Regions from separate parts of the Hordeum vulgare genome. Here region 2 is linked to region 1. A link is a contact called in public Hi-C data. All regions are on one chromosome and are shown on one strand. Each heading gives the region's core, a stretch centred on a gene start, on an enhancer-like site or on the middle of the called end of the contact. The rest is flanking DNA. Distances are from core to core; before and after follow the strand shown. Region 1 holds the start of LOC123446672 (ethylene-responsive transcription factor ERF014-like). Region 2 holds the start of LOC123449093.

The links. Hi-C and Micro-C count contacts between places; a contact is called where the count stands out from the background.
Region 2: a Hi-C map of seedling shows a contact between it and region 1, with 4 times the contacts expected there. The contact joins the promoter of LOC123449093 here to the promoter of LOC123446672 in region 1. A contact is called at or near these places in 5 of 6 Hi-C or Micro-C datasets (leaf, seedling and an unstated tissue) and 1 of 1 datasets of contacts at active chromatin or transcription factors (embryo).

Annotation. Positions count from the first base shown.
Region 1 is chr4H:488,813,369-488,821,250 of MorexV3_pseudomolecules_assembly, reverse strand. It overlaps LOC123446672 (ethylene-responsive transcription factor ERF014-like), which reads right to left and starts at 5,264. Exons shown (of 1, transcript XM_045123231.1): 1 at 3,993-5,264. The coding sequence starts at 4,986. The coding sequence ends at 4,297. It overlaps LOC123449090 (vacuolar protein sorting-associated protein 9A-like), which reads left to right. Exons shown (of 5, transcript XM_045126176.1): 4 at 257-436; 5 at 1,102-2,321. The coding sequence ends at 1,941.
Region 2 is chr4H:489,466,309-489,474,190 of MorexV3_pseudomolecules_assembly, reverse strand. LOC123449093 reads right to left here and starts at 4,421. Exons shown (of 18, transcript XM_045126179.1): 1 at 3,935-4,421; 2 at 2,347-2,410; 3 at 2,088-2,186; 4 at 1,358-1,554. The coding sequence starts at 4,225. LOC123449094 (eukaryotic translation initiation factor NCBP) reads right to left here. Exons shown (of 6, transcript XM_045126180.1): 5 at 5,826-5,945; 6 at 5,418-5,708. The coding sequence ends at 5,577.

The sequences.
Region 1 (7,882 bases), core at 4,015-6,514:
ACTATTTAACGTTTATTCCACTCTTGACATTGCCACTGCCAATTACCCTTTCAGGGAGAGTAGTTAAAAACTTAAAATCACTGTTAGTTTAAAACAAACATAATTTTTCATGTTGTATTGTAGAGCATTTCTAAGTTAGAGCTGACAGACACATAATGGTGAAGCCGTTTGGGACCCAATGGCAGTGTTCCAATAGCATGCATTTTATGGCCCACTCGTCATGTACATGGTCACCAATTCTTCTTCTTTTATACAGCTTGCGCAAAAGGAGCTGCAAAAGATAAACATGTATAAGGCTCCAAGGGATAAGCTTGCTTGCATTCTGAACTGTTGTAAAGTCATCAATAACTTACTTATGAATGCTTCTCATATGTCACATGATAACCCCCCTGGAGCTGACGAATTTCTTCCAGTCCTCATCTATGTCACCATAAAGGTATGGTTCACTGCTTGTGCCAATATATGTTGATGGTCGGTGAGATATTTCTAGAAGTCTGTCTTAAAAAGAATGAATTGTGTATTGTTGGCAGTACTATGTTTTTATTCCAAGTGTCAACACGGCTTTGCCTATTGGTAGATATCGCTCTACTTCGATATATGTTGAAAAATAGCCGCAAATTGTAAGTGTTGGTTGGGTGTACTTGTTACGTCAGATACATGCTTCTTCACTTCAGTATAGGTGTCAGTGCACTGTGTGGCCTAGCTTTGCTGTTTCTTTTCGTTGCCTTTTTATTGTAGCATTGTACCTATATCTAGTCTAACGTAGCCTTCGTATTGTCATCCTGATAGCAAGCTTGTGGCGTGGTGTATTTGACTATTATTGCTTGTATGGAACCTACTAGTCTTTCTTACATTTGTGCCCTCCCGGCTCAGCCTGTAAAAGTTTCATTTGGTAACTTCAAAACAGTATAGGAAAAGATGCCCTTGTGCCATGCACTGTTGCATTATTATTTTTATTTGTTTTTTATCTGGATTACTGTGGGATGACCCTTTTTTTTTGTTGGCTTACAAAGCACACCTATAAATTCTTTTGTAGATTTATACTAAATTATTAAATTGGGGTAGCCTTCATGAATTAAGTAGTTTCTGTTCTTAATGCAGGCTAATCCTCCACAGTTACACTCAAATCTTTTATACATACAAAGATACAGGTGTCAATCACGACTGGTGTCAGAGGCCCAATATTTTTTTACAAACATCCTATCTGCGGAGTCTTTTGTTTGGAACATTGAGGCGGAGTCTTTATCCATGGATGAACGAGATTTCCAAAAGAAGATGGATTTGGCAAGGGAACGCTTGTTAGGATTATCAGTTGGCTCAGATAACCAGGAGAATCAGACCAATCTTGATGTGGGGGAGCATGGATCACAAACGCTAAAGGCTAGTGGAAATTCCGATGCCAACCTACCTTTGAAAGATCATGTCCAAGGTCCAGTTCAGGACATGAAAAGGGCAAGTGATGTGAGTAGTAAATCAGTTGAGCGGGTGCAATCTATATCTGATTTAGAGAAGAAGGGAGCTACAGAGCTTGTCAAGGATGACGACTTGAGCAAAATATTCCAGGAATACCCATTTCTGTTTGCCCGTGCTGGTGATCTGACAGTTGCTGATGTAGATACCCTTTTAAACTCTTACAAGCAACTAGTACTTAAGTATGTAGCACTCTCCAAGGGGATGGGTGTCACCCCTGAAACTCCTCTTGTTCAGAACATGCAAACTGCATCCGATCTTCAGATATCCGAGGAGCCTGAGAATGTGAAGAGTGTTGTAAATAGCTGCGACAGCACTGAAGCAAGCAGCAAGACTCAGGAGGACATTAGAAATGAAATTCCCGACTCAGAAGAAGTAGGCAATGCAGGTACACAACAAGCTGCTGTCGATCCAAGTCGTGACCAGAAAACACTGAAAAATGAATCATCAGATCAGCCAGAGCATGCGTGAGCTGGCAGTCGGGTCAAGCTGGTGAAATACAGTGAGAACATTGCCTTCTGCAGTTTGTTCTTATACCAAGAGGCGAGCGGCCGCGGAACAGAATGGATATTTCCCCTGAGCAGATATGCCGCGATCCTTGAAACCACAGTTGTAGAGTACATGCTGGAAACCGGGAAACAGATATTCAGCACCGAAGGAAGATGGCATTTTATTCTGCTGAAGCTAGATCCATATCCAAACATTTGTTGGTTGATCCTTGGGGCTCTTGATTTTGTGGTGAATGCCATTTTTGTAAACTGTTACTACTATGTAACTAGAATTTCCATAAGGGCAGGTATTATTCGTGCCAATATTCAGAGTAATTTATGTACCTGCATGTGGTTTCTTAATCAGCGCATTTGGTCATGTCATACCAGTCCGGGGTGATGACTAGTGAGCTCTTTACTTCCGAAGAGAGTTATTCACATCCTCTTAAGATTTTCAAGGTAATAGTGACTTCATTTTGTTTGATTCTGTTGCGGGTATGAGCCCAAGCACCTCCACAGAAGACATAGTATTATTTTCTGCTTCATAATTATATGAAAGTGTTGAGTAGCTTTGAGTAAATTAAAGAAAAAACAGCGAAGAACCAATTAACTTTGCTGGCTTCATTGCACATAGGCCTCCTTTGGTTCATAGGGTAGGAAAATCATAGGAATAGAAAAGTCATGAGAAATGAGATGACATGTATTTCAAATCCCATGAATCATATAGGAAAGGCGATGCCCTTTGATTCACATCACATGGTTTTTTTCATTAAGTCTAGGTTAATGTTTGTTTTTCTATATAATATGGAGGATAGGAATAATTCCTACATAGGAATAGGATTCTATTCCTACAAACCAAATGACTCTAAAGAATTTTTTTACTATAGAAATCATATCCTACGCAATTCCTGGCCTGAGTAGTGTGGATTACGACCAGGAATAAAGAGATCTACCATGGGAAACATCGGGATCTAGAAAAGGTTTACGGCATTATTTCTGCCTTTTTTGCTTTTGTTTTCCCCTGGTTTTCTTTATTGGCGTCCTGCCAGCCCTCATTAGAATACGGAGGAATAAAAGATATACGTGTTGATCCTGCGTCATAGGTTGAGCTGTCCAGAACATGCTTGTGTTTTGCGGTGTTTCCGATTTGGTCCAATGTCAACTCATTCACCGCGGGTTTAATGTATTCGGGTTCGTCTTTACAATCGCGGAGGTGAATAGTGAATGCTGCCTTTGCTAGGGCAGTTGATATCAAGCATCTCTGAAACAATATACAAGTGGAGTTTCTTGCTGCTGTATTTTTGGTCATCAGCTGTTAGGGTTAACCGCAGTTCTGACCCTAAATTCTGGTGGCCGGTGATAAAGTACTAATCAGATTCTTAAGACACCGAGATCATGTACAGTCGTACAGCTGTACCCAGGTGCATGGTGGCGACTGAAGGTTGCTACTCCGACAAAGTGCACATAAATTCGAGCCGAAAAGGACCATATTTGATGGCGTTGCCCTAAACAACAAACACCTGCAACGAACCAGGCAAGACCTGCGTAGTACTGCTTCCACACCGCAAGACGCAAGTGGTCATGCCGTGTCACTCTGCTTGAAGGCCAGACGGTGTGAACACTGAACACTGAACAGACTTAACACAACACTGGATTGTCAGCTGGAGTAAGTGGGAAAGGCCAGGATAACAGCTAATGGGAGCGCTGGAATCTTAGCTAGATCATCCTCAAAAAGAAAATAAAATAAAGAATCTTAGCTAGATCGAAGGCATTTTATGGCCACCTTTACAATACCGGAGAACCCAGAGCTGCAGAGTTACAGACCAGCACAGCTCAGCTAAGCTCCTGCGAGTGAGCTGCTCTGAGCGTAGGCACCAAGCCTCCTCACGAGACAGAAAGCTCGTCCTCCATAGCACTTTCCGATTAAACTAAACTAATTGTACTGTAATGATCAACAGAAACGAACTGAAGCAAAACGGAATAAATCCAACAGGCATCCAATGCAACCGGTCTCACTCATCAACCCATACAGTGTAGTGGCAGTACTATTATTATTGACGTCTCGCCAAATAAACACACACATGTCATTAAGTATATTAATTGTGGTAGTATAAGTATTATGTTCTTACACTAAAAACGAACGAAAGAATCTGTGGAAGCAGACTTGGACTGAGACCTAGCTGGAGCTAGCCTAGAGAGGATCCATGCATGCACCTAGCTAGCTAAGCTTCCATGGGAGAAGAGAAAAATCGATGATCAATGGATGGCGATCGACTCATGGATGGATGCGCGTGTCGAAGTCGATCCATTGCAAACGGTGCGTACGTGCATCATCGCTCTAGCAGAAGCTCCACAGCCTCATCATCTCGCCGTCCTCCTCGGGCTCCTCCCAGGTCGACGAGAAGGGCGTGGCGTGACCGGCGGCGATGAGATCCATGAGCTTGGGGGACGCGAAGGCGTCCAGGTCCGTCCACAGCTCCTCGTGATCTCCCACCGGCGAGCCAGCGCTGGCCGCGCGGGACATCGAGGACGTGGCGTGCTCCTGGACGTCGGCGCTCCCCAGCGTCGACACCGAGACCGAGGTCCGCGGCGTCGTCGCCTCGGCGCTGGAAGAGCAGCTGTCGTCCACGACGATCCTGGTGGCTTCGAAGGCCGCGGCGGCGGCGGCGGCCGCGCGCTGGATGGACCTCGGGGACAGGTCGTCGGCGGGAACGGAATGCGGCGGCGAGGGTGGTGAGGCGGAGGACGAGGACGGGAAGTTGAGGACGGCGTCGGAGCCCTTGAGGCAGAGGAGGGCGGCATCGTAGGCGCGCGCGGCGGCCTCCGGGGTGGCGTAGGAGCCGAGCCAGATCCGGCGCTTCTGGTGCGGCGCCCTGATCTCGGACACCCACGACCCCCAGCTCCGCATCCGCACGCCCTTGTACTGCCTCACCGCCATTGCCGCCGGCCGCCTACCGCCGCTCTCCGGTACCGCCGCAGCGTCGACGCACCTGCTGCTAGTGCCACTGCCCGGGTGGTTCTTGACCATTTTGCACGCGCTGTAGCTCCTCCGTGCCGGCGAGATGAGATCTTGCTGCCGCGCCACGCAGCTGCCTACTTATAGGGAGGGACGCGGCGTGTGAAGTGTGAACGGAGCGCTGCTAGCTAGCGAATTCGATGGTGGGAAAGGGGGCAGTGTCACTCTCGCGCACGCAAAGTCACCACGTACGTACGTAGGAGAGGATGTACGTGCGTGGTCCGGGCAGTGGAGAAAGGGTTCGCGCTATTCAAGTGCTAGTACTGCTTAACTTGCATTTGGAAGACTCCTTGATTATTTTCGGTCCAGTGACCAAGACCAAGGCTGGTTAGAGCATCTACAGCCTCACCCTTCAAATAACTCCTCAAACATCCGTGAGACGCGTTCGACTAGTGATCGAACAAGAAAGAAGAAAAAAATGATTCAACCAGATTTCTCGTATCATCCTACTACTACCTCCGTCACGGTTTAGAAGACACAGTTAAATTTACGTGCATTTTTTTACGATAAACAAGGTTTAAGGCGCATTGCATTTACTCCAAGCTTTTAATTAGTACTTCGTTGTACTATTACTTTTAAATGAATGCGTAGTGTAAATGTTATTTTTTAACTCATTTTATAGCCAATCAATACACCTAGGTTCTAGAAAATTTTCATACGCACCTTCTAAACCGTGACGGAGGAAGCACATGTGATGTAGGAATACCGACTTTGCCCTTGCCTAGCCAGGCTTGTTTGAGAAGGTATAGGCGGATCTCGATCGTGGGAGAATGTAGTGCTGTAGCTTGTATAGCTCGCCTTCCTTCGAGGACGCTTCGGCTGTAGTAGTAATTAACTGTGGCGAGAAAAGAAAAGAAACGGAAACAGGGTACGCCTGCATGCATGGGCAGCTGCCAAACTTGCCTGATGCTGTCGGAAAACCTATAATTAAAGCCACGGAAATAGCTGTAAAACCAGATCTATCAGCTGCCATCGTGCCATTTCAGTACTATGTACATGGAACTGCGAAAAGCCCTATATCTTTAATTAGCTGCCATGGAAATTGTATATAGGCTGGCCTAAAGCATACAATGCTCAATTATTCGTCAGTTTTCAGACGTCGATTAGTGCGCCTCGTACATATGTATATAGCATACCAATACCGGGTATATTTCTCTTATTATTAGAAAGATCTGCGGCCATTGTGCATATATAATTCGAACGTACGTCATGGAGTCATGGGCATGCCAGATTTCTCATACTACATCATTAATCTACACTGCTAGCTGCTATGCCCCCACATTATAATTAAGTAACGGCAGACGGTTAGATGTGCTCTTAAAAAGCTCGTACCATCGTGAGAGTCGTCGCGCCCAAGCAAGTTCAGAGGCGCCATCCATGCGTGGAGAGCGAGAAGTCAGATCATCCATCAGGCATGAGAAAAAGCTGTGCGAGATGATCAAGTGCCTCTGCACATCTCGGTGTAAAGATTGGCTCTGCCCTCCACGGCAAGTGATCAGGCTGATAATAGCGCTCCTGCATTCCCTAATTCGGAAAGTGGCCGGTAATACCCTGATTATCCATCATCATTTAGGGAACGAACGGCATTATTGTGTGGACTGTGGACCCAATGTTTTGTTGCAAACACAAATGACATGCCGGGATGTATAAGATCGATCTCGGCTACTCGGAGAAGCGTTGATCGGGCAGTACCCAGTGCCTGACGCAGATCAAGAAAAACGCACTATGTAAAAGCACGAAATGTGAGCTGAGCCGTTGAGCAGTGAACGTGCGATCAAACGGTGGAAACTAGCAGCCCCCATGTTGTTGTTGCAGCAAGTAACATCTGCCAATAAAAGTTAATGTAAGCTTTATGTTCAGTCTCGCTTTTCTACGTATCTTATGGTGTACTCCATGCATCCATGAAACTGCCTAGCTTACATAGGCTTTGATCAAACCTAGCTGCTGCTCACTGGACCAACTCTCTACTATCTATTCAACGAATTTAGCAGTTAAACTGCTAACGTTAAAAAAAAAAACCTTGCTGCTACTCACATGTGCTCAGATTTTATCTGACCTATCCTGTATTTGGAGCAAAGCATAAATTGCATAAAAGATCATCACTATTAGGGTTAGCGCTGCTCATAACCACCACTTAGTTAACATTTTACTGAAAACAGCCACTGTTTGGGCAGGCCGTTACACATAACCCATACATGTACTTCAAGTGCAGCGGGTTGGCGATTCTAACAATGAATTGACTAGCTTTGGTTGGAGTTGGAACAAACCATACACGAAACTCTGGATTGGTTTTCCTAACAAAATCATAAACGGCCTTCCTGAGAGACTAACAAAACTTCAGACCAAATTCTTGAAGCACACTTTTTTGGCCCACTATATCTTTACCTACTAATATTAATAAAACAATTAGTGCTTCTGTCGTTCGTTATTAACATTGTCCTTAAAGTTGATGAAAATTACCCACCAATGCCATTAATAAGTGGAGCTTCTGTTCATCAAACTTCATGTCATTACATTATACAAGGGCACTAGCCAGCCTGTTGGCTATGCGGTATGTATCCCGTCCAGGAGACCTGGGTTCGACCCAGGTACTTCTCATTTTTTCTAGCCTTTTCTCAAACCTCAAATATTTTATAGATTAAAGTATTTTTAAAAATATTCATATCTTTCAAACCTTTAACATGTTATTTTTTCACAAAGGCCATCTCGTAAAATTGTCGCTTAATTATCACCTTAACCCAGTGTCAATATCACCTATAAATGATAAAAAATATTCATGATTTTAAATAGGTTCATGATTTATAGAAAATGTTATGATTTCTAAATTGTTCATGATTTCACGAAATTAAGAGTGATAGTATATCTGAGTGATGCAGTAAAATATGGCCATCTCCATTGGAAATTATGA
Region 2 (7,882 bases), core at 3,172-5,671, 650 kb before region 1:
GCACATCAGCAGTCTTTAACAATGAGAAAGACCATTTCAGAAGTAATTGCTGCTGTTTTAAGGTCTAACAAGCAAGGCCATGGACATACAGCTCAGATTACAACAAGAAATAAACAGAGCAACTAAGAGCAAGTACAATAAGGTACAGTCAGCAGGCTGTAAGGCATAAAATATTATATTTTTGCTGAGTTGGATGAGAGAGAAGAGGAGAGAGAAGGGAAGCGGGCTCTTCGTGAAGAGCCGGCTCTAGCACGTGCTCCTAGGTACTTTGTGAGAATGAAAGGTGGGCCATATATGATAAAAGTAGTACTCTTTTATAGCTAACTATTGTACAAGCTAGCTATAAGATGGGCTATAAGATGGCTTATAGCCAGCAGTTGGCTATACTATTAACCATGCTCTAAGGTCTCTGCCTCTCTGTTGGCGCCGCCTCGTCGCAGCGCCTCTTCTTCTACCTCCCACAGCGCTGCTCCTCTGCGCCTTCTTCTTCTTCCTCTAAACTGCCTCTCACAGCTCTCTCTCTTCTCTCAAGAACACAAGGATACACACACACACACAAGAAGGAAGAGCACAAAGCTTTGCCGAGGCAGTCCGTCACGCTTCAGCCTCCACCTCGTTTTGCGGCTTCCCACGGCGCTGCCGTATCGCACGGCACCATCGACATCCTGCCGTGTTCGCCGCATCGCACGACAGCCACACATCTCGCCTCCTTCGCGCACAGAGCTGAAGCTTCACGGGGCACTTAATAACCTAGACTAAACTGCATGATGTGCACACATGCACGTGTACATGACTCATGTCAAGATTAACTCTAACACTCTCTACGGCTTTCACTTGGTTGGTTACCCAAATTTTAGTTGCCTATGGAATCTTGCCAACTCGCCTAGCATTGCCTTCACAAATCTCGCCAAGTTTATCACCAGCAAATAGTCAAGGAATCTCTAGCCATTTTTTGCTGGCCAATTGTTGGCAAATTTTGGTAGGGCACATGCTATAGCATGAACCAAACACACCTTAGTGTTCAAGCGTTCTTAGTTTCATTAACTGGGGACTAGATGCTTATCTTTGGTTAGTTTGCTTCCATAATATAGAGATTATTTCTTAATGGTCAAGTCAAGTTATCACTATAAGAGAGTTGCAAATGTATTGTAAGACAACCACCACCAATCCGTAAAATAAAGTATCAGATGTTCTGCATGAGTACCATCTTACTCGACCCTCTTTCTTGGGATGAGAAGGTGACATTCAAACAGTTGCAAATATGAACTGCCAACAAATTTGATGGTAGCAACTGCCCTCACGAGACGAGAAGCACACGGCATATCTCAACAATGCAGACAATGATACTGGAGCGTACCTGTGCAGCTATTTTCGCCTCTGACCTTAGGTCAACTATCACCTGTGACTTATCTTCATTGTCTAATACATTGTTGTCATTAGCCTGTGTTGCTTCAGAAGGCACATTATTCAGATCTATATCAATTGAGACAGATGATCCTTCAGGTAAGATAGCTTCAGTCTGATTGCTATGCAGTTGCTGACAGCTTCTGTGACCTTCATAAAAAAAATGTTATTACACCTCTGTCAAAGTGGAGTTCATGTTAACCAAGAAATACGTAAAATCGCAAGTAGATAGCTAACTTGTTCAGGAGGACATAGGCACAAATGAGTAACCAATGCACATAGGGTTCTTAATCTGTGAGAGAATAATACATTTAAGCTACTGTTGTATGCCCTATGTGACACAACCTATGACAACTTCAACTTATATGGCGGACAACTGAAATATTATCCGTCTCGACATGTAAATTTTTCACTCTTTCAAACTCAATATAGGTGTACCATTTTTCTCATATGTCAACATTTGAGAACTTGGTAAAAAAAATCCTTCCATAGTACACACTTAAAATCAACAGGATAGGGTTCATTTTCAGAAAAACTAAGCCATACCAAACTAGGATATACAGGCATAGTTCGATACAAAGAGGTGCTTATATTTGATAGATAGATTTTTCAGTTCCTACTGTAAGCATATGGATGAGAGAAAGAGAGAGAGAAAGAGAGAGAGAGAATGAGAGAAGACTGACCATCAGGAGATTCCAATACCTTGCAGCGCTTTCTATTAGGCGCCTTCCGCGCTGCATCTTGATTTCTACCTTTCCGCTGCTTTTTCTGAGGGCTCTCATCTGACATCCAACAAAATAAATATTCAGAGATGAAATGTCCAACACAATAGAATTCATCAGTTCTCCTTCACAATGTAGCAAATAAATAAGGAGAAGTTGACTATGAATGGGCCAGTGAAACACTGGAAGAAGGCAAAAATATTGTACTGGATTGACATACCAACCAAAATAGCTTCATCCTTGCTACCTGGATCCAACCCAGTGGTCTCTTTGTTTGAAGATGGCTACATGAAGGTTGATTAAAGAAATCAGTATTTTGCACATCAGGAAAGATAACAGAACAGATGTGCTTATTCATCAAATATATAGCATATAAGTTGAACCAAACGACTGATCTAGAATCTAAATTAACACGAAAAATAAACATAGTCCTCACCCATTATGGAACTGGGAGAATGTGCATGCCACTGGTTGCAATTAACCATCTACGAGTTTTTTTTCCTTCTCTATAATGTTTTTGTCTGGATCGCATTGCCAAATTCAATTTATCCACTTCAGATAATTTGGGTGGCATGGACGGTTTAATCAAAGCCTTGCAACAGAGATAGATGGTAAAATTTACTGGTGGAAAGAAGAGAGCTAACCTTTACCGTATCCTTTCTAAACTATTCTCTTGGATCTTAAATGGTTATGCAATAAACGGGAGGACACTCCTTGAGCAAACAGTAAGCAGGGAGTCAACATATTCAATTCATTTAGCTCAGTTATGTGTGGTTGGTTTGAAACATCATTGTTAGTTACTAATCTGTGAGGATCACTACTTGGTTCACTGAAAGTTCAGAATTTGACTCCACAAAGAAGGTACAGCCCTAGAGCTCCCCTTTTTCTCCGCTTGATTTGCGAAATGTGGAAAGTTGGCAGTTCCATACAAGTACTTGTGCATGATGATGGGAAGAAACATATTTGATAATGATGTTCTTGATGGAACAGGCAGCCACTACTAAAAGCCTAAGATTACAACCCTTCAGGCATGATATTTGCTAGACTTGTAGCACAAAAATTAGCAAGGTATAGGCACAGCATGCAAAAGATAGGTGACTTGATTGCGGGGTAGACATATCTTCTGTGTTTAACTTTAATATGCAGTGCCTGTCATCAAATAAAAGGAAGGGAAATGTAGGGATGTACTGTTTTATTTTGATACTAATATTCCCCAAAACGCAAATGGAAAGAATAAACTAGCACTCAAAATATAGTAATGCCACCAATTTCCATATTCACATCAAGACTGGACTCAGCAGCCCAGACACGCTACAGGCTACATCAGACTAGGCATTTGATGTATGTCTAACCTTATCCCGGTCCCCAGACTAACCCACGTATGTAGCTTTAAATCCGTCATGCCAGCCCAATTGTTTCAGATCAAAGTGATGTGGCTTGAATTTCAATTCTGTAATTTAGCTATTATATACACCGACGACATATTTCCTGCCATGCTCATGGTGTATTAATGTGAGCAGAAAATTGGTTCAAATTCGTATATCAGTTACAGGTGTTCATCAACAGATACAGATGTGGTAGAGTCACTACTCGATCTGTTTGCACCTCTACTTGGCCAACAAGGTATAAGAAATCATGTGCATTCCAAACTTATTTAAAATTGAAAATCGGGAGGAACTTATTTATCAACACGGAAGCGAGCATAGAGAATCCACGATTTCAACGCAGCGGGCGAATTAAAGCAGCCCAGTTACCGAGCAAGCACCAGACAACAGCCGAGACGGGGGCGAATTCTAGCAATGCAGTACCTTCCTGGCGGCCGCTGATCTCCGCGGCCTCGCCTTCCTCTTAGCCTTCTCCGGCTCCTCCGCGGCCTCCTTCCCAGCCGCCTCCTCGGCCGCTGGCGCGGGAGGGGCAACCCCTGCGCCGCCGCCGCCGCCGCCGGACCTGCCCGACCCAAACGGGAGCCTGGACTGCACGCACCGCCTCAGGCGCTTCGCGTCGGACGACGAGGGCGACGGCTTCGCAGGGGACGGCGTTGGCGACGGCGTGGGCGTGGGCATCGGCGCCGGGTCCTCGGGGTCAGCAGATCCGCCCATCGGAACGGGATCGAGCGGGGAGCCGGGGCTAGGGTTTGGGGTTCGGGAGCTGGAAATTGTTTAGTGCCGCGAGGGGGCGGGAGACGGGGCTGGATGGATTAGCTTCACGTTTCTCCCGCGCGGTGGAGCGGACGCGCGCGCGCGCGCGCGGGGGGGCGGATTTGGGCGGGAGCCAGGGGAGGGAGGAGGTTGGCGCGGCGCACGCTACGGTACGGACAGAATTGCGAGCAGTAAAGTGAGTATCGGTGTTCTTTCTCTCTCTTTATTTTTTAGCCGGAGTGTCAGTGTTTTGATCGGGCCCGTGCTCAGATTTTTCTGGGCAGTAGGCCGACGGCAAGAGCCATTTGGCACTGTATGGGCTGGGATGATGGGTGGAACTAAGAAGGCTAGAACGCGGGCTTGGCCCGTTTACCCAAATCCCTAGTGTGAGATTTTTTTATTATTTTATTTTATTTTGACTGCCAGTCTTCTTCTTTTTTTCAGTCTTTTTGACTGCCAGTCCTGGTGTAAGATTTGTCTGGCGAACATGCAAGGGCCTAATTTTTAGCAGCACAGTATTTTTGAAACCGTGGTAATGTAAAACCTCGGTATTCCAATGTTTGGTCAATGAATACTCTATTTTTTTTAAACCAAAAGACGCTATTTAAAAGCATTGCGGTTTGTAAGTTATTGTATATATTTATTGATGCCAAATACATCAGGGTTTACAAAACTATGGTTTCTAAAAACAAAACATGATATTCTAGAAATACTCCAAAAATACTTGTCTGACAAACACAGCCTAAGGTTTGGCATTACCCTAACAAAATGTAATTCTTGGCCAACCCTCTTTATATCACAGATCTTTGTTTATAAAATTTGTTTTTTGCTATACTACTGATCAAAAGGTATGTGCTTAATTTTTCTTTTTGCTGGTAAGAGTAACCGGTGCCGTCTGAAAGACCCAAACAATGTGCTCAGACATTCCCGAGATTCAATTATCATCCTGGAGTACTTACTATTTCTGTGATATTATCAGCACCATCCAAAGAGCAACCCGAGGTTTCACCTAAATACTCCCTCCATTCCAAAATAAGTGTTGCTGCTTTAATACCAAATTTATACTAATTTAATATTAAATTTGCGTCACTTATTTTGAGACAGAGGGAGTACTTGCCAAAACGAGTCGACCATACAGCCATCCGGGCGAATATCATAAAAGTCAATACTTAGGCATTTGAAATTCTGTAGAGTACATGGTAGCATGACAAAGAGTAATCATACATCATGGCTGGGTTGAAACTTCAGAACCGAAAATCCACAAGGATTAAGTTCACGAGAAGGGCCATGACTAGCCTTGACAACATGGAGGTTAACCTCTCAGCCATGTGTTCCTGTAGGACGAGTTGTCTCGCAGCGAGGCATCATGTGGTTTGTACTCCATCAGATAGGTGTGCGGCAGCTTCAAGTGCCTCTTAATTGAGTCTCTTAATGTCATCACAGCCTGCAAGGCACAAGAACACGAGCGAATGAATAACATGGAGAAGAGAGAAAAAAAACTGGTGGTAACACAGTCAAATCCAAACACCTTAGTCCAGAAACATTAAGAGAAGTCGCAAACCTGGTGGTCTGATGCATTCCGATTCCAGACACTCAGGATGTCTTCATTGAAACGACAACTTAGCACAATGCCACAAACATCATCACTATAATCAAGTTGGTCACCCACTAGAACCAGCACCTGGACAAAGAAACATGATGGTGGAAAGAATTAAAATCTAAGCCATCGACAGCTGCAGGACCTAACCAAATAATCCTTATAAAAATTGTTAATCAACAGAACACATTTTGGGCAATCAGGTGCCATTCTTGAGGCACTGTAAAACTGAATGATTGTGATCCCAGAGACTAAAGGGGAGGACAAGCCGCATAGAAAAGCAGAACAAAGACAGGAAATGAAATGTGAATGAGCAAAGAAAATCTGAGATTGCTGTGGATGTGACATCAACAACAAGCAGACACTATATAGAGAAAAGAAGATGGTGCCAGAAAATAATGATAAAACAAACCTACTTGTTGCAAGTACAATAGAGCATGTAAAATCAGCTAGATATGAGGGCTCATGGTGGGAGACCAGAATGAGAGTAAAATCAAACAGTTGCACCAGGAAAACACAAGGATGAAGCATGTTGTGTCATTTCCATTACATTAGTTAAACCAATTTATGAGTAAATGCAACACATATCTTCCTCTCTCAAATTAGTATCCTCACACAAATGCAATATCCACAAGTGTACTCAGAAAAATAAATAAGAAGAAACAAAAATGATGTTAAACAGGCATTGCGTATTAACATGAAGGGTGTGGGATGTGACAACAACTGATAGAGGGCATCCATGTACCCAAATGTTTCTCGTAGCTCTTCGATTTCTTTAATGCAGCACAAATCTCCACTTGCCGAGGCAAACATTCAAAAGGTACAGTGCCACAGGTTTTGTTTGTGGGAACAATAGCCATAGGTACAAATCTTGCTTCACATTTTAAAACCCACTGCACCCATTGTACTAGTGATGCATAAATCTACTAATAGGAGCCATGCATGAGATTATTTGCAATCTTGATTTCATAAACATTGATAGGGAAACTAGACTGCCAGACTAAAATATTTATACACTAAATCAAGAGTTAGAGACAAGGGACTTCAAAAAAAGAAGATACAAAATTAAAGAAATAGAAATGGTGATCAAGAAGTATGGCTCAGTAGACATGTGAAAATTTGTGAAAATTTGTAAAGCATAGCATATGGCATGCATGCTTAAGAAAGCAGTCAACCGTAACCACAGAACAGTGCATCTTGGAAGGCTGCTAATTCATTTCTGGATCAGCGTCAACTTCTTCTATGCTGAACCACTTGCTTCAAGTCATAAGTGCACACAGTAAACATGAAAATAGCAATAATACTACCTCAGGTCTCAGGATTATGTTGGTACAGGTACCAGGGTGCCAGACCATTATGCGCTGCAAGGCTGTTTGGTTTAAGGGACGGCCTTATACAGGGAGATCCGGGCCCATCATGGGTAATCCCATGTTTTCATGTCACGGACCTAAGTCTCCATTGACTATTGGCACTAGCATAACGTCGTTGTGTTGCTACGGAACCGCAAAAATGATTCAGATGTATTGGATTATTAATATATTATGGTATATAACAACCAATGCATGTGCAACACTGCAGAGAAGAAACTCAATCAAGCAGCCAACACTGCAGTTGTGTAACTGCAGCAGCAACGTGAGCACCGTTGCAAGCTAAGATTCTTTTTTCTCTTCAGATGGGAGGGGTCTCGTGGGTTCTAGATGACTGAGGGAGATTGAGTGGAGTGGGGGTGTCGTGGGTATAAGCCTGACAGTAGATGTGTAGGGTACGAAAAGGATGGGCAGAGTCCCAGCTACGGCGAGGTTGTATGAGTTCAGGCCCCTCTACGGTGGAGGTAATAGCCCTACGTCTCAGTGCTCTAGGAGCTTGTTGTCGAGTGGAATATGGAATACAATGATTTGCTAACCCCTGCACCAGCGGGGGAGGGTGGCTTATATAGAGTGCGTTGCCCTCCACAACGGTTCCGGTACAGGGGTGGAGTAGTGGCGATTGAATGCCTACGTTACAGGTAACGTATGTCCTAA